Linked DNA regions of Rattus norvegicus: regions 1 and 3 are each linked to region 2. Evidence: chromatin contacts called from public Hi-C data. All regions are on one chromosome and are shown on one strand. The core of a region is the stretch at or near the end of the contact, and the rest is flanking DNA. Distances in the headings are between cores, read along the strand shown.

The links. Hi-C and Micro-C count contacts between places; a contact is called where the count stands out from the background.
Region 1: a contact with region 2 is called in a Hi-C map of liver, with 4 times the contacts expected there. The contact joins two enhancer-like sites. A contact is called at or near these places in 2 of 12 Hi-C or Micro-C datasets (both in liver).
Region 3: a Hi-C map of liver shows a contact between it and region 2, with 7 times the contacts expected there. The contact joins two enhancer-like sites. A contact is called at or near these places in 2 of 12 Hi-C or Micro-C datasets (kidney and liver).

Annotation. Positions count from the first base shown.
Region 1 is chr16:85,262,266-85,266,075 of GRCr8, forward strand. No RefSeq gene overlaps it. Among named protein-coding and RNA genes, the nearest start is that of Irs2, 74 kb to the left of the region's middle. Within about 2 kb of position 2,361, at least 2 of the 93 cell types and tissues checked have an H3K27ac peak or open chromatin away from gene starts, as enhancers often do. A contact at or near this core is called in liver, where this site is marked.
Region 2 is chr16:85,526,872-85,530,636 of GRCr8, forward strand. LOC120097571 (a long non-coding RNA gene) reads left to right here. Exons shown (of 7, transcript XR_010058510.1): 2 at 2,518-2,661. Among named protein-coding and RNA genes, the nearest start is that of Irs2, 340 kb to the left of the region's middle. Within about 2 kb of position 2,035, at least 9 of the 93 cell types and tissues checked have an H3K27ac peak or open chromatin away from gene starts, as enhancers often do. A contact at or near this core is called in liver, where this site is marked.
Region 3 is chr16:85,020,336-85,023,794 of GRCr8, forward strand. No RefSeq gene overlaps it. Among named protein-coding and RNA genes, the nearest start is that of Col4a1, 140 kb to the left of the region's middle. Within about 2 kb of position 2,011, at least 40 of the 93 cell types and tissues checked have an H3K27ac peak or open chromatin away from gene starts, as enhancers often do. A contact at or near this core is called in liver, where this site is marked.

The DNA of each region.
Region 1 (3,810 bases), core at 1,111-3,610, 260 kb before region 2:
AGAAGAGGCTCAAGGCATCATGGGAAATGTTACTCTGAATGTCCCGCAAATGCCACAATACAAGGCTTCTTTGGAAACAGCTGCTATGGCCTTCGAGTTCCACTTTAAGATGATCATAATCCCAATCTTCCACAGCCTCAAGGCCATGCAAGGTGGAGAAGGCCCAGCCTGAGCTCGGGGCAGCTGCTTTATTCTTGAGCAGGTGAGGCCAGGAGGCCTGGCTGTTGATTTCAGGGAGTTGGGTCCCAGGAGGAGCCTCTCCACTGCTGTTCAGAAAAGCAGAGCGACAGGCTTGAGCAGGGCTAGGGGCTTTGCCAGGATTGCAGGTGTGTTCCCATTAATGGTGGATATTGCCTATTACAGAGTTGGAGGAAGGACCAGAGCCCAGCCATAGGAGAAGGTAAAGAATGCTCTGTCTAAGGCCATGCTCACAGGAGCACCTGCTGGAAACAGTGTCAGGATTCCTCAGTGACAAAGACTTTTAGCCCAGAGCACTGGTACCTGCTGCATGAAAGACGTTGCAGTAACTTAAACATCAGCATTACAGAGGCCTGATGACCAGATGTATTCAAGAGAGAGAGAGAGACAGAGAGAGAGACAGAGACAGAGAGACAGAGAGAGACAGACAGACAGAGACAGAGGAGACAGAGAAGGACACAGAAAGACAGAGAGAGGAAAGAGAGAGACAGAGAGAGAGAGACAGAGAGTGGAGAGAGAGACAGGGGAGAGAGGGAGACAGAGAGAGACACAGAGAGAGAGAGACACAGAGAGAGAGAGATAGAGAGAGACAGAGAGAGACAGAGAGGGACAGAGAGACAGAGAGAGGAGAGAGACAGAGAGAGACACAGAGAGAAAGAGAGACAGAAAGAGAGATAGAAAGAGAGACAGAGAGGGGCAGAGAGAGAGAGAGAGAGAGAGAGAGAGAGAGAGAGAGAGAGAGACCTGTCCACAGAATGGGCACCTGCGTTTTCTTGGCCATGTATACAGACAGCCCCACATATTTCTCATATTCCTCTCTGTTCCCTGGTTAACACCACTGCTTCTACAGTGTGTTCCTAAGCAAGGGTGTAGTGGCTACTCCTGGCTGTCAACTTGACTGTATCTGGAATGAACTACAATCCAGAATTGGAAGGCTCACCTTTGCTCCCGATCTTGAGGCTGGGAGATATAAGTTTCTGACCCGGATCTTGGTATGGAGATCTTGAGGCATAGTGGCTATGAATCTCAGGAGCTTGAGGTAAGGAGATCTCTTGAGTTCAAGGTCACCCAAGACAAAGCAAGCCCCAGATCCAAGCATGGTGGTACATACCTTTAATCTGGGATACACCTTTAATCTAGAGACCTGCATAAGGACATTGGAAGAAGGAAGAGTCTCCCTCTTTTTTGCCTGCCTGCCTTGTGAGATTGAGGGACTGCTAGATCCTTGGACTTCCATTCACAGCTGCTGCTGACCATTGCTGGGGAGTTGGAATACAGACTGTAAGTCATCAACCAATCCTCTTACTGTATAGAGACTGCCCATGAGTTCTGTGACTCCAGAGAACCCTGACTAAGACAAGTGCTAACACCTGCCCTCCTCTCTCCTTGGCACTGCTGCCTTCCCACCTAGGTAGATTCACCTTAAATCAGTTTCCCTTTCGGGATATCAGTTCCCCAGAGTATTTCATCTGGTCTGGGGCAACCCAACCTAGAGCTGTGTGGCCGGCTTAGGACAGGCTCTCGTGGATTAATTATTCACCTAACAAATAAGTAATTGAGTGAATGACTACTCAGAAACGCTGAAGCTCTGTATTCCTGGACTTGGTCTGGGGAGGCCTGGTGTTTGTTTTGATTTGTGCTTCGTTCAAGTAACTTATTTATGCGCCTTCCAAAAGGAACATAGGGCGTCTTACAAAATGTACGTGCAATAAAATAAAAATAGACATGGAAAAATAAAAAAAAAGGAGCAAGAATAAAAACAAGGCAGCTTCATCCTTATAGGCAGGAAAGGTGCGTTTTAGAAAGCACCTCTCTGTTATATTCCAAGACAGGATACAGGAAATGTGACGCACCTCAGACGATGGTCCCTCAGACATCACAATGTGCTCTGGCTAGAGGAAGGGTTTTACCCTGAAAGCTATGGCCCTTCCCAAGGGCACTTTCAAGGTTAAGAACAAGAGAAAAACCTTTCTCGGTGTAAAAAACCTCCCCAGTGGGTTACCTTTTCCTTAAATTGTTGGCTTATCTGCCAAGAAACACTTGAACCGATAAGAAAACGTAAGAACAAAACCCAGCCGTTTCCAAGCAGCTGCTGAGACAGCTCCTGGGCAGCTGTGCTCCTGGGACGGGGCTTGCAAAACGACTGACTGAGTTCTTTCAGCATAGAGAGAAAACAGTCCAGTTTCACAATGGTAGGCTTGATTATGGCCTAACTTTCTGATTCCCTAGATAACCAAGAGTCCCCTTGCAGCCATGGTGACACCCCGGGACCGTCTTAAACACAAGCACAGACTCGTCCTCAGTCAGTGTACCCACAGAGGCTGTCTGCTCACGTGTGCAGACTGTGAGCCCTGTCCACTGGTGTCAGCGTGACTTGCAGGACTGTATGTGTTTGTGGTCCCTGGTCCCCGCACCCCAGCTCCTGCACCATCACAGATATCAGCCGCGGCATGGACTTTAGTGCAGAAGTCCCGATTTGTTCTTGCCTTCTCCACACCTGCGTGTGCTTCCAAAACACTTGCAAATGGAGAGATCCTTGGAAATCCAGTCGCAATGACTCTGCAAATGGCAGGTTGGGGGACACAAGCGCCCAGCAGCTACAAGGTGTGGGACCTCACAGAGCCCTTCTCTCCCACTCTGTCCCCTATCAGAGCCACTCAGGGTGGACCTCTGCTTGACACACTGAGTCCACGTGTTTGGGCTTCCCTGTGCTCAGCCCCCCTCACCTGCCCCTTTTCTCTGTATTTGTCTTCATTCTGGCCTGCTGATCTAGTCACAGCAGGCTGTGGATCTCCAGGCCCCCCTGACTGACCATTGCCTAACTTTTCCTTTAGCCCAGACTCAATGGAGCCAGAGCCAGAGGCCTCTGGGCCTCCAAGGGGAAGCCGCTGCTGAGAAGCAGTGAATTCTTACAGAGTGGGGTAAACATCACCTTTTCCCTAGTTGACCTGCTCTTGTTGCAAATACACCCACCCTTGCTGCTCAGGTTACAAGTTTAGACTTGACCTTGAGCCAAATTGCTTGTTTTCTGCTTCTTGCTGGGTTTTACACAGGAGGCGACTGGGCGGACTGCTTGGACACAACCCGGACCCTGTGCTCTCCGGGCGGCATACTTATTTCTATGAAGTGATAGTTAAGGCGGCACAGGCGCCTGGAAGGCCACGCCCCATTCTGGAAAGATGCATCGGTCGCTGATCCAACCTTCTTTGTAGTCCTGTAGGATGAGATCTGACGTCAATTTGTTTAATCCCTTGTTTGATCTTGGGGTGCCATATGCTCCGTGGGGGTTCAACAGAGGCAATCACAGGATGTCCTGGAGTACAGGTGGGCAGTCTTGGACCTAGAGATTAGTGACATCATCAGGTTGAGAAACGCTGACGTGTAACAAACCCCTCAGACCTGAAACAGCACTGGGTGGGGAATTCTTCTTCTGCAGCCAGACTCCAGTCACCTCTGCCTGCCTGGATCCATGAAGTCCATTAGTGAATCCTCCCTTTGTGAAGCAGAGCTTTCAGACTGCACCCTTAGATGGACTCAGGGGTCTTTTTTGCGAGGCCACTGGCCCTGTGGGGACCTGTCTGCTGCTGTGACCTCTGGCCCTGCTAGATGTGT
Region 2 (3,765 bases), core at 785-3,284:
CTATGAAGAGACACCATGACCGTGGCAACTCTTTCACAGGAACACAGTTAATTGGAGATGGCTTACAGTTTCAGAGGTTTAGTCTACTATCATCATGGTGGGTAGACATGGTACTGGAGAGGGAGCTGAGAGTTCCGAATCTTAATCTAAAAGCAGCAGTAGGAGTCTGGATCACACTGACCAGACTTAAGCATATATATGAGACTTCAAAGCTTCACCCCCACAGTGACACCCTTCCCCCAACAAGGGCACACCTACTCCAACAAATCCACACCTCCCCATAGGGCCATGCTCCATGGGCCGAACACTCAAACACATGAGTCTATGGGGACCATACCTATTGCAACTACCACAACCGGACTTAGTTGTGTTGAACTGAAATGCATCCTTGTCTCCTGCAATTGGTCTCTCTGCTGCATATGAAGGACACAGAGACCCCAAAGTTCTTTGGTTTGCATGCTATGCCTCCCCCACCACAACAGACTCTAGCTTCTTGCAACTGAAAGCCAAAAATAAACATTCGCTTCCTTAAATTGCTCCAAGTCATGGTATTTTTATCACAGCAACAGAAAAGTGACTAATGCAGCGTTTATCAGTGGCCTATGGTTGTCTCTGAAGTCTCTCTGCCACTTAGGTTTCAGTAACAAGTCCACTCAATGGTACCCCAGTGAGAGCAAGGCAGAACATGCTAGCACAAGTACAATCATCTAATACACTCCAGATCCAATGTGGTGGGCATATGCCTGCTTTCATCTTCTCCCGGCATGGTTTTATGAGACAAAGCCATATTGAGAGAAAACGTTACAAGGGTGGATGAAGGCTGACTACCTCTTCCGCCAGCTCCCAGTTATACCCCAAGGCTTCACTCAACAGCAGATGCCACATCTCAGTTCTGCTCATCTAGGCCACCAGATTCTGGGCAAGGAAGTGTGTGATTCCCAACAATCTTTACTTTGGTGCTTGAAAAAAGAAGTAAGAAAAAGATGTCTAGTCAGTACCTAGCTACCCACAAAACTCGTGCAAATTAGCCACTGACTGCGCTAGGCCTGTGAGGTCCTGCTCATCAGCATCGGAAAAATACATCTTCTCTGAACATGTTCAAAGTTGAAGAATAGAGTTGGAGGGCAGAGGAACTATCTTTAGTTTCTAACTGACCTGAACAGTAAAGACTTGTTTCATTATCCTCTCAGAAATATTGAGCTGCACAGAAGAACTGATTTGAGTGAGGGACCCTTGACAGGGATGTGAAATGTCCCTTCAAGGGTTTGAACACTCAGACCCCAGCTGCGGTACTGTTTTGGGAAACACCTTCAGGCCTAGGGGGAGAAAGAGTATTTTAGAGCCTAGTCCTGTGTCTTAGTTAGGGTTTTACCTCTGTGAACAGGCACCATGGCCAAGGCAAGTCTCGTAAGGGACAACATTTAATTGGGGCTGGCTTACAGGTTCAGAGGTTCAGTCTGCTATCACCAAGGTGGGAACATGGCAGCCTTTGGGCAGGCATGGTGCAGGAGGAGCTGAGTTCTACATCTGCATTTGAAGGCTGCTAGTGGAAGACTCAATCCAGGCAGCTAGGATGAGGTTCTTAAGCCCACACCCACAGTGACACACCTACTCCAACAAGGCCATGCCTTCTAATAGGCTCCTCCCTGGCCCAAGCCTATACAAACCATCACACCCTGCTTCACTACATTTCTCTGCTTCCTGTCACATTTGAGAAGTGACCAAGCAGCCTCCTATACTCATTACCACAGCCGAAGCTGCCTCTGTAACACACCCTGTCCTCTAGGGTGAAGTAATTATTCAGCCATGGGTGATTGTGTAGTGGCTGCTGTGAAATCCCTCCCCCACTTTGTTTTGTTTTGGTTTTGGTATTGCTCAAATGCTGTGACTTAACACGTTCTCAGTAGAGAAGTGCCATGAAGACAGGTGTGGAAGGGACATCCAAGGTCACGTGTCAGGCTGCTGTGACCTTTGTAAGGGCCATCCCCTGTGTCCATGAGAACTACTGGCAAGCGCTTCTGCTACAGCTGTCTATGGCTGATGTCCCCAGGCAGAGAGACAGAAATGAAACAGGGCTGTATCAGGCTCGGGGTGACTCCCTCTGTGTGGGAGGACCTCACAGAACGTTGGTTCTGTGTATGCCATGACTTCCATTCAACACTCCAGTCCAGAGAGCTACTTATTGTTACAGGTATAAAGAGTTTAGTCGTTTGCCTTCTGCTGACAGAATGTAAAGAGATCATACACCTCACTTTAGTCACACTCAGACAAAGTTGGCCATGACTAAGTGCAGTCCATGACTCATTTCCCTTTCACATATTTCAAACCTTTCCCTCTCCAGCCTCTCAGTATAGCTGTGGGATACAGCACTCAATCTATCAAGTCACTCGGGAGCACACAGTAGGGCCAGTCACAATAACAAGGTCACAGGGCAGGGGTGGGAGCAGGAGTCAAGGACAACACGGTAGGGGCTGAGAATCTTCCAGATCATTCTCACATCTGCTATTCCCACCATAGGAAACGCCCTGATTCTACAAACCAAGAGTTCAAGTGAGCAGTTGTGATATAGAGAACATCACCTAAGCAACTGGCCTGAAGCATCCCCTTTCCTCTCACCCATGAAGTCCCTTCTGTCCTCACATGCCCCACTTTACTATCTAGGTGAGCAAAACACTTTTAAAAAGGTTTTTAAAAGTGGTGTGTGTGTGTGTGTGTGTGTGTGTGTGTGTGTGTGTGTATGTGTGTGTATGTATGCCTGTAGCATGTTTGTGTATGTGTATGTATGTGTATGTGTATATATGTATGTATGTGTGCGATACATGTGTATGTATGTATTTAGTATGTTTGCATATTTGTGTGTATGGTGTGTGTCTGTGTATTGTATGTATGTGTATATATATGTATATATATGTGTGTGTATGTGTATGTATGTGTATATATGTTTATGTCTATGTGTGTATGTTTGTGGGGTGTGTGTGTGTGGTATTCTTTCTATTTCTTTGATACCTCCACGACCAAAGGCAAAGAGTTTATTCTGCCTTATAGTTCAGAGGGATAGAGTTCACCATGGTGGGAAAAGCCTGGTGTGTGATAGGAGCAGGAGGCCAGCTTTTCACATTTTTATCTGTACACAGAAAGCCCCAGCAGGAAATGTGATGAGACGGGGAACTTCCTCCAGCAGGACTTCTTCCCATAAAGATTCCATAATCTCCCCAAACAGCTCTAGCAACCAGGGACCGAGTGTCCACATACAAAAGCCTAAGGGGACATTTTTTTCATTCAAACTATCACAGAGTCTGGGCAGACCTGCTGTCAACCTGTTTGCTCCCCAGACAAAGAATAGCTAAACATATTTCCTTTCTTACTCCCATCTCAGGAGGCTCAAGAAATCGCACCAACTACTCATCTCTGTTATGAATTCACAAAACTATAATTTGCTTTCTAGAGATAACTAGATAATTTGTGTAACTGGAACCTGGTTTAGGGCAGTCCACATGACTGCTGTGTTTAGAAGGGCAGAGAAAAACAGTAAGTAGAACATAAGAACTTCTTCAATTCTAGAACAGTTTCTTCACTTGTTCAGCCATTCTCCAGAGAGAGAGAACCCAGCAGATGAACCTACACTCCTGTGTTTGTGTCTCTTGACCCTGGGGTTGGACAGAGAGCTGATATCTCTACCGGTCAAGACATGAAGAATCCTGCCTGAACTGGAAGGCTGTAGTTTTCATTATTTCATAAGCAGATACGGGAGAGTTGTAGGATCCC
Region 3 (3,459 bases), core at 761-3,260, 510 kb before region 2:
AGGTCAGTTTTCTGTCAGTTGGCCACAAGCTGGGGTCATCTTGAAAGTCATCATGTCAACATCAATTGATAAAACGCCCCCATCAGATCGCCTGTGGGGCGATCTATTAATTAATGATTCAAGTGGGAGAGCCCAGCTCGCTGTGGGTAAGCGCTGACCCTGGGCTGATAGTAATGGGTTGCATTTTTTTTTTTTTTAAAAGCAGGCTGAGCAGGCTATGGAGAGCCAGCCAATGAGCAGCATTTCTCTAAGGCTTCACTTCTTGCCTTGAGTTCCTGCCCTGGCTTCCCTCTATAATGAACTACAATTATAAGAGGGGAATAAACCCTTTCCTCCCCAAGAATATCTAAACAAGGGATCACTGGCTAATTGGACGCAAGACTGCAGGCACGTGCTGCAGTCAAGAGGAGATAAGCTGGGAGGAGTTTAATTTGGCACACCTCTGTGATTACTGATAACTTAGGCTGGCACCTATGGTTGGTCTGTCTGTCTTTCCCCGTGTCTCCCTCCTGTCTACAAGCCTCTTCACTCCCAGAAGTGTGGAATGAAGACGTTCTCCCTTGGTACCTTTTTGCAATAATGAGCCACAAGTGACTGCTACCTTACTAGTGAGACTCGTCCCTTTTCTGGAGGTCAGGCGTTTGGCATGGGTCTCACTAGGTTGAGCCAGTCATTATCAAAGGACGATTCCTTCTGGGAGCCCTGATGGAAAAGCTATTTCTTAGCCCCTGGCAGCCCCAGAGTGGCTGCTCTTCTTGGCAGGTCAAGAGCCACACCTGACCCAGTAGTTATAGCCTTACCACTTGAGGAAATGCCACAAAAGGAAATTTACCTTCAATGTGACAAGTGTTCTGTTTTTCAAGACCACTTATGATGCAGAACAGGTAAATCCATCCCCCATCTCCCATGAAGTTCACAGAGATCAGGGGTCAGACCACCCAAGTCTCTTTAGCATGCAGAGCCACAAAGCACCTAGAGTTACAGGGTCCAGTCAGTGGTAGTTTGGGTTGGACGGCACAAAAGGTCATCTATTGTGGGCAGAGTCAAGGTACTATTGCCTCTTTCCATCGCGGCCCAGAAACTGCCTCCAGCCCGCACCCCATCCTCTTCCTTGTACCCCATCGTCCACTGAACCCAGTTATCCCCAGCATCCCATAATCTCCCCATTGCATAATCTCCCTGTCCTTCATCCTCCCTGAACCCCATCCTCTATGCACCCGATCCTTCCTCCCGCACCCCATTCCCCTTCCTGTGCTCTTTCTGTCCTTACACCCCATCCCCTTTTCCTGTACCCTACATGCTACTGCTGTACCCCAATCTCCCCACAGAACTGCATCCTCTGCACCGCACCCCATTTACCCTTCCTGGTTGAAGCCTAGAGCCTCAAATCACCCAAGGGCAACTGGGGTTCATTTCTAGTTCCTAAGCGCCCTGGCTGTTTGTCCCCTAGGGGGCAGCACACTCCACACAAAGTGGCTCAGCCTGAGACACTCTCCTTTCCCAGGGTACCAGCCCTGAACCTGAACAGAAAGGTCAGGTCATCTCCTGGTTGGCCCATTCCTGCTTTCCTTGTGGTTCCTGTCGAGCAGCCATTACCTGGATCCACCCATAAACACGCGCGCGCGCGCGCGCGCGCGCGCACACACACACACACACACACACACACACACACACACACACACACACGAGCACCAGCTCCCACATCCCCCACCCCTCAGTGCCAGTCCCTGCCTCTGCCTCTTCACCCCCACCCGTGTTCTTTGGCTACAGTTGTAGGAAAGGACAGCCCTGGGCTCCCTGCCACAGCGCCAGTTTTGGTTTCTGTGGTGTCCTGTAAAGGACACCTTGGCACACTGGGTGGGTGACAAGGGAGCGCACATGACTTCCCAGGGTGATCCCCGGGCTTGAGCTGCTGACAAGAACTACTTGCATGTGTCTATATTAGGGGCTCCTGTGTCCTGGGTCTGATGCCTTGGTGTGGCCCTGACGCGAGCAGTTAATGACGCTCTCTCTGTGACTCACCCGCGTCCACAGAGAGCAACCAGGATGCCAGGCATGCCAACGGCTCAATGGAGCACTTGGCACCCACGTGAGCCCGCGGCTGCCAGCAGCATGTGACCGAAGGCTCAGCAGCCTGGGAGCCTCCGGTGCCTCTTCTCCCAGCTGCTCCTTGGAGGTCTGTGGGCGGGTCCTGCAGAAGTGATTCCCATCGCAGGGCGTAGAGGACCTCAAAGAGGGGCATGTGAGCGGAATCTCTGGGAAGCCGGACAGAGTGAGGCTTGGCCTCTGGCCGCTTCCCACCTCCCTGCTGAGTGTCCAGTTCTTTTTTTTTTGTTGTTGTTCTTTTTTTCGGAGCTGGGGACCGAACCCAGGGCCTTGTGCTTGCTAGGCAAGCGCTCTACCATTGAGCTAAATCCCCAACCCCGAGTGTCCAGTTCTGATCTCACTGCGCTCACCCAGAAAGTGAAGGTTATATATTCACCGTCTCAGAGTCCTCAGGGCTCAGAACCACCGGAGTCTCTTCCCTTCTAGTTCTGCATGTTGATGTGTGCAGGCTGAGTGATCCCGCAGCTCGTAGGAAGGTCTCTCCTGCTTCTAGCAGTTTTGGATCCAGTTGTGGCACTCCAGTCCTAGCCCCGTGATCCATGTTACTCTTTCCGTTTGTGTGCCCACACCACCCTCTCTTTACATGGATCCTGGCTCTGGCTAGGCCCTCAAAATCTTGTCTTGTTCTAAGTTGTCATAGCTGCAGAAACGGGAGTCCCTGTGAGGAGCCGGCTAAGCTGCTGTCCATAGGCTTCTGGGGTAGGACTTGAACACGCCATTTTGGTGGTGTAATTCACCTAGCAGGGCTTCCTTTGTGAGGCTGAGAGGTTTTTGTGCTCCCGAAGTCTGTTACTAAATACCGTTCAATTTTCTCTGAGTAAACGATAGCTGTGAAGACGTAAACCTCAGGCTGAGCTATCCTCCCACCATCCACTGCTGGTCCCAAGCTCATTGGAAGTGCAGTCCGGGGGGAGTCCTTGCCTCTGCTCCATCTGCTGCTCAGGCCCGTGAGCCCTACCTTAAGATCAACTCAGACTCAAGCCCACAGACTCGGTATTTCTTCTAGATTATAGCAAGACTCTGAAGATGGGTTTGGGTAGGACGCACCATTCTCTCGCAGACTGGTTGTTCTACTGTTGGTTCTGTAGTTCCACCAGGAAGCTCTCTCTCCTCTTGTCAAATCTTTCCTGGTTCCTGGGCCTAGACCTGGCCTAACCTCGGAGGCCTTCTGGCTGGCCTATGGCCTTCAAGTCTCAAGGATGAGGTCAGCAACCCCATTAGGCTCCTTGGACTGAAATGTAAAAGCCAGCCCCCCAGCATCAGCATGTGCTTTTGGGGTACACTCTTTCACTGCTCATGCTGAAGGGCTCTCCCAAACACAAAAGAGAACCCAGAAAAATCCCAGCTCTACCT